Linked DNA regions of Mus musculus: region 1 is linked to region 2. Evidence: chromatin contacts called from public Hi-C data. All regions are on one chromosome and are shown on one strand. The core of a region is the stretch at or near the end of the contact, and the rest is flanking DNA. Distances in the headings are between cores, read along the strand shown.

Evidence for each region. Hi-C and Micro-C count contacts between places; a contact is called where the count stands out from the background.
Region 1: a contact with region 2 is called in a Hi-C map of cerebellum, with 2.2 times the contacts expected there. The contact joins two enhancer-like sites. A contact is called at or near these places in 12 of 39 promoter capture datasets (the C10 cell line, the HPC-7 cell line, HPC-7-derived erythroid cells and 8 more), 1 of 15 datasets of contacts at CTCF or cohesin (large pre-B cells), 35 of 484 Hi-C or Micro-C datasets (B cells, the Ba/F3 cell line, the C10 cell line and 19 more) and 3 of 115 datasets of contacts at active chromatin or transcription factors (T-cell acute lymphoblastic leukemia, embryonic forebrain and kidney).

The regions. Positions count from the first base shown.
Region 1 is chr3:153,822,435-153,825,371 of GRCm38.p6, forward strand. No RefSeq gene overlaps it. Among named protein-coding and RNA genes, the nearest start is that of Asb17, 20 kb to the right of the region's middle. Within about 2 kb of position 1,632, at least 8 of the 459 cell types and tissues checked have an H3K27ac peak or open chromatin away from gene starts, as enhancers often do. A contact at or near this core is called in cerebellum, where this site is marked.
Region 2 is chr3:153,657,255-153,660,258 of GRCm38.p6, forward strand. The region is part of intron 1 of St6galnac3 (ST6 (alpha-N-acetyl-neuraminyl-2,3-beta-galactosyl-1,3)-N-acetylgalactosaminide alpha-2,6-sialyltransferase 3); the gene reads right to left. Among named protein-coding and RNA genes, the nearest start is that of Gm52633, 63 kb to the left of the region's middle. Within about 2 kb of position 1,332, at least 31 of the 459 cell types and tissues checked have an H3K27ac peak or open chromatin away from gene starts, as enhancers often do. A contact at or near this core is called in cerebellum, where this site is marked.

The sequences.
Region 1 (2,937 bases), core at 382-2,881, 170 kb after region 2:
TGTCCTGCTGGCCTGAGATACAGCCTGGTCTCCTAGGACCATGGCTGCACTGGTCAAGAACTCACATGGAAGAATCCGAGAGAGATTTCTTTAGGTGACCATATTTGGAATCACTTCTGAGGCATTCTCTGCGATTCGCGCATTGTTCCCCAATAGGTTTTAAGGTTTCTACCCTAGAGACTTCAGTGGGTACAAGGCCTCGCCATGAAGGCCTCATTCCTATCACTCCAGTGTGAAATGTTTCATCCTTCCTAATCTCTTTGATAATTACAGATGATTTATCCACACCTATCTTGGCCTCCCTGCCCACAACTTAAACCAGTGTGAACTTGGCTTTTACAACCCTCCTGTCTATCGGCATCCTGGTCTTCTTAGCTCCTACCAGCAGAGACCACTAAACTCATCCCACCAGCAGAGACCACTACCCTGTCTGCAGCATCCTAGAGCTTCTCTGGGGCATCTCCAGGGCTTCTCCCACAAACCAACACCAAAGGCCTCTGGCAACTCGTGGTACAGGCAACAACCCCAACACTTGGCACCAGTCCTCTGAGCTACTTATTTTTTTTTCCATGCCGTAATTGGATACCTACAAGAAGCACCTTGCAAGTGGATAGGTTCCTTTTAGCTCCCTGTGCATCACAGAGGAGAAGGCATGGTGGTGAGAGAGGCTCACAGCTGTCAGTGGGAGTGAGAGGCAGCTGATCACACCGACTCAGCAGTGAGGAAGCAGAGATAAACAAAATGTCTTCCGGGTCAGACTGGGAGTCCAATAATTCCCGATTGCTGGACTATTCACCACGTCTGAAGGACTTGAAAACTTTACAGGAAAAAAAAAAGATCTCCCTTTGGAATTTGGGCCCTGGGAGACAAGCAGCCTCAATCTAAAGTAGAGTGTTGTGTCCAAAGAGAGTATGTCATGCCAGGACACAGAAAAGTCAAACTGAATAGACTGGACTAGGATTTTGGAGTGTACACTTCCTGAGCTTAAGTCAAGCACGAATGGACATTGATTCTTCCCTCTGAGGTTGGCACCAACCAGGTCTCTACCATCCTAGGTAAGATTGGGGGAATAGACTAGAACGTATCCATTATTCCAGAGATAGACCTACTTCTCTCCCTTCATTCTCACTCCGGGAGACTGTCCCAGGTAGAAACACTGCATTTGCAAGGCCCCTGTGATAGCCCACTGCCTCCGAGGAGAATAAAGACATTCTGATAATGCTGCCTTTTTCGATGTTGTTTGCTTTTTTGCAGAGCAAACTTCAGCATGACACTGGAATCTGGGTTTTAGTTGTTAGTGCACTGGCACACACTTACATTGCACACACTTAAACTGCACACACTTACATTGTACACAGACTGCACACAGACTGCACGCACTGCACACACTTTCATCGTACACACAGTGCACACACTTACACTGCACACACTTACACTGCACTGTATGTACTACACCAAGCAGGGTACATGCTGATGTCTGCAAAGTCTTGGATGGGAGACAGAGGAGAGCGATGATGCAGTGAGCATGAACTACAGGAGACGGATGGTGGCAAAGTTCAGGGTTCCCAGGAAGAGCCGACAAAGGCCCTCAGCAAGCAACTGTCCCAGGGACAGGGAGCCATGCAGAGCTCTGGCTCACAGCAGCGGAAACCCAGCCAGGACCAATGGGAGTGGCCTGGGCTTCCTCTCCACTGCTTGTCTCTTCTCTGCTTCATGTCTAGGTGCCTATTTGTTCTCTAGAAACTGTTTCTTAGAATCAATCCGTCCTGCAGGCTTTTTCTCCTTTGTCCCTGAGTATTGGGCCAGAAAACACAGGCAATAGACTTACTGTAAAATCACTTGAAATCCATGATGTTCCCCCTCTGCCTCCTCTACAACAACTGCATTAACTCTCATTTGATTCTTTGGAATGTGTCCAAGCTTTTCCTTCCTTAAAACAAGCAAAGACAAAGTCCGCTAAGCTCATTCATCTCCAACAGTGCTGAGCCCTTAGGTGTGTTCCGAGGACTGCAGGCAGTGTTTCCTCCCCGAAGAAACTGCGGATCTGGGTGAGAGAAACCCACAAGGATGCTAGTTTAAAAGAACCCAGTTTCTGGCAACACACATGATCTGCAGACGCATGCAAGCTGCGTGTCACTTGAGAAACTCAGTTTCCTTTTCTGTAAAGCAGGGGGCACGATGCAATAAATCTTAGGGGACAACTGTGGGAGTGAATGTGTCAACAAATGTCTGTGAGGAAGAACTGAATAACTAACATGTATACATACAATATGACATGTAGACATACAATATGACATGTAGACATACAATATGACATGTAGACATACAATATGACATGTAGACATATAATATGACATGTAGACATAGAATGCCATGCATACATACAATATGACATGCATATATACAATATGGTAAAAATATCTCAGGTCTTTTATTTGTCAAACTGGATGTATCTCCTCCATGCTCTTTTAAAAAACAACCAATGCCATTGGGCTCTGCCGAGGGACTTTAAAGCAGGAATCCTTTAAGCATGATGCAATTTGTATTACAAAATAAAAGTGAAAGCTAACAAGCTGAGAAATGAGCATTTTATCGTTTTTCATAAAACACAAATAAAATCCACTTAGTCGCATACCTGTATCATAATAGACCATGTGCACAAGGGAAGAAGTGAGGCGAGAGAGCCTGGGCTACTGAAGCATAGCTGATGTGTGCCTGCTATAAAGCTTCCGTCGCAGCGCTCATGCTATCTGAGGATTGTGGGTAAGGAATGACTGGGTTTATCTTATGTATACCTACATTATCTTGATGAAATAAAATTACTATTTTACTTTGGAAGCTATCAAACAGGGGGAAAAACACTTTCAAGTGATGATGTAACTCAGTTGTTAGAGTGATTGCCTAATCTGCACAAACCTCTGATTTGATCGACAGCAC
Region 2 (3,004 bases), core at 82-2,581:
GCCCAAGTAAACACTTAAGACACAACAATGCCAAATAGACATGAATAGCAAATACCTCCAAAAATATGAGCTTCTCAAGAGACATTATTTACGCACTCTGCCATTTTTTTTCTCTTTCTGTGGCTCTCAAAGAGGATTTAATCCTCTGACAATTTTTCACTCAGAGAAAGACAAAGGAGCCCACGGTGGAAGGGAAAGCATTGCTCCATGAATCAAATCCAGTCTGCCTCATAAGTCACAGTGGATCTACATTTCTGTTCTGAGTAACGATTGGAAAGAGGGCTACAACCGTAGTCAGGAGGTCTGACTTGTCACCTCAGCTCAGCAACTGACCAGTGGTGAGGCACCAGCTTCCCTTCTGAGGTCTGGTCTCACTGGCCTCACGGATCACCTGTCTAGGGCCCTCATAGCTCATGGCCTCAGGAATGTGGCAGAGGGCTGAGTGTTCCACTCTAATGTCCTCAGTTTCTGTTATGTGGGTGCCTCTGCCCATCTCAGAGGCTCTAGGCTGGTGAAGCCTGCACCCACAAGGCAGGATAACCCAGAGGCTTCCACCTGCCTGGACAGAGTGGAGTTCCAATCCTCAGCAGGGTCTGCTGCTGCAAGGATTGCTGGTCCGGAACACACCCTCTCTGGTCTTCTGTCCCACTCCTCTCTATACAGTTTTCTGGTACTATCGCCCACAGCAGGCTCTTGAACTAGAATCCTTTGGAAGAAATCCAGATTGAAATAGAGACAGCATGGCTTTCTAGCAATCCACTCTGTAACACAAGAACTAGTTCATTTCTGTCCAGAGCTGACCCCAAAGCAACCTTAGGGGGAAAGCCTCATTTTAATACGGCTCTGAAGCTCTGGCTGATTCCTGGTGGCTCTCAGCGATGAAAAGTGACACTACTCTGTCACCTGCTCTGTGTGCTAGGGACCACTAGTGCCACTTCTCTCTTAGAAAGGGCCAAAGGCTAATGTCATGAGAAAGCAGGCCAAGTCCAAGGTGGCTGACGCAGGCCTTTGAACCTGCGCTTTCACAGTCCACGGACCTGAAATGTCAGTGCTCCCTGACAGTGGTGCTAAGGGAACAACTGCTCGACCAACTTCGATTATCTCTGGTAAAAAGAAGCCAAATTCACAGGAACACGGAGCCTGGCATCCTCTGTCCGGTGTAAGCGGAGAGCTGGGGCGTCTCTGAAGCCGCCTAGGAAACACACTTCTGGGCGTGCCTGTGAGCATCGGCTGAGGTGGAAAGACTCGCTCTATATGTGTCACGGGCTGTCTCAAACAACCACACAGCTACTGGCCCCCAACCTGCTGCACCGAGCAGCCACCACTAGAGGCCACCACACGTACCTCTGCACCTGAAACCCTTCATTAACATCCTCCAGATAACTCAGAAGTGAGACTCACGTTGCGAGTGAATGCAGTCTACAGATACGCAAATTCACACCTAAGGGAAGGTCTCAGTGCCCTGCCAACGCATACACTGAACAGAGGGCAAGGCCACTGTGGCTGTACAATGGAAGCTGACAGCAGTCCCCACTACATCCACCACGCCATGGATGTGGAAGAGAGTAAACAGGCTAACACCTTAGGGATACACTAAGGCAGGTGTGCCTGGGAAGACGGCAGAAAGCAATTAGGGAAGAAGACCCAACCCAGGCTGAGGATGAAGAAACCTCATGGCCAGCCCTGCTCACAGGTAAGAGTGGGGAGCCTGATGTCTGCCGTCGGCCTTGCCTAACACCATTAAGGGGGGAATGTAAGCTGGAACAGAGTGGGAAAGGTTAAAGAGGAACGTTGAGGCTAACTTGAAAGAATCATGGCTTTCACACCAGAAACTGGGCATAAAAGCAGCTCACCAGGCTGGTGACTGATGGAGCCATCCTGACAGGAACCACAAAGAGGCTCTTAAAGGGAGTCTGTAAGAAAGCGTTGGATCAGTGGAGCTGTCAGACCTGAGACAACCCAGCCCAAATGCAGTGTGCCACACTGTCCTGCCACTGTAGCTGCACGGGTAGGTCACCCTTTCACCATGCAGCACCTCACTCGTGAGAGCAAGCATCTCAGGCTAGCTCCAGCCCGCAGACAGACCCTTGTTCTTTAGCCTCTTGCTGTGTCCCTCAGCAAATGTCACTCAGCACACCAGACAAGTCCTGGAGCTCCCTATGACCGGGTCAGTTATAATATGTGGACGACACTTGCACAAGCCTGCCTGCTACAGCCTAGGTAGCCACAGGTGACAAGTGGAGAACAGAGAGGATGCAGATCAGGCAGGGCAAGAAGGGCTAGCCCAGTCAGGACGATGCTTACCTTGCGAACATACGGGGCGGAATTCATCCCCAGAGCATATTACTAATGTGATGGACCTTTGTTACCAAAGAACTGTACTTAGAAAAGGAAACAAACTTCAGAGAAATAAAAATCCCAGCAACAGCCCCTGGAGTATAGGAGGCCCCGCCACAAGGCTCGTGAAGAAGTGGAACAGAGGCCTCAGCACAGTCCACTCAGTCCACTGTCAGCCTGAGACGCCCGCCAAGCTGGCTGGCTGAAAGAACATGCTGGGTCTGTTCTGTTTGCTGTAGTTTTCTGAGCAGGCTCCATGGTGAGCGAAGAGGCGAACAGGAATCTTCCATTATCCCTTTCAGCTGAAAAGAAACCTCACCACAGAATGCACTTACTGTGAAAGTTGGTACAAACAGCAGCCACGGGGAGGTCGCGATTAGAGGAGGCTTCCAGGGAGAACGGCTTCTTAGAGAGTTGGACTCTGATGGGCAGAGGGAGATGGTGACGGGTGAGGGGTGAACGAAAGAGGGGGCAGGAGCAGAGCAAGGCCTGAGCCTGAGCAGAGGCAGCGGGTGAGCTCACTCACTCAGCCTACATCTGAAGCATCGGTCATCCTAGGTGCCCCACAGCAGGACCAGATCAGTGGGCAAGACAGCAGGCTGGGCCAGTGGAGCATGGTGGTAGGAGCGGCTACAGTTTAACACTGAGAGTTGGGACCTAGGAAACA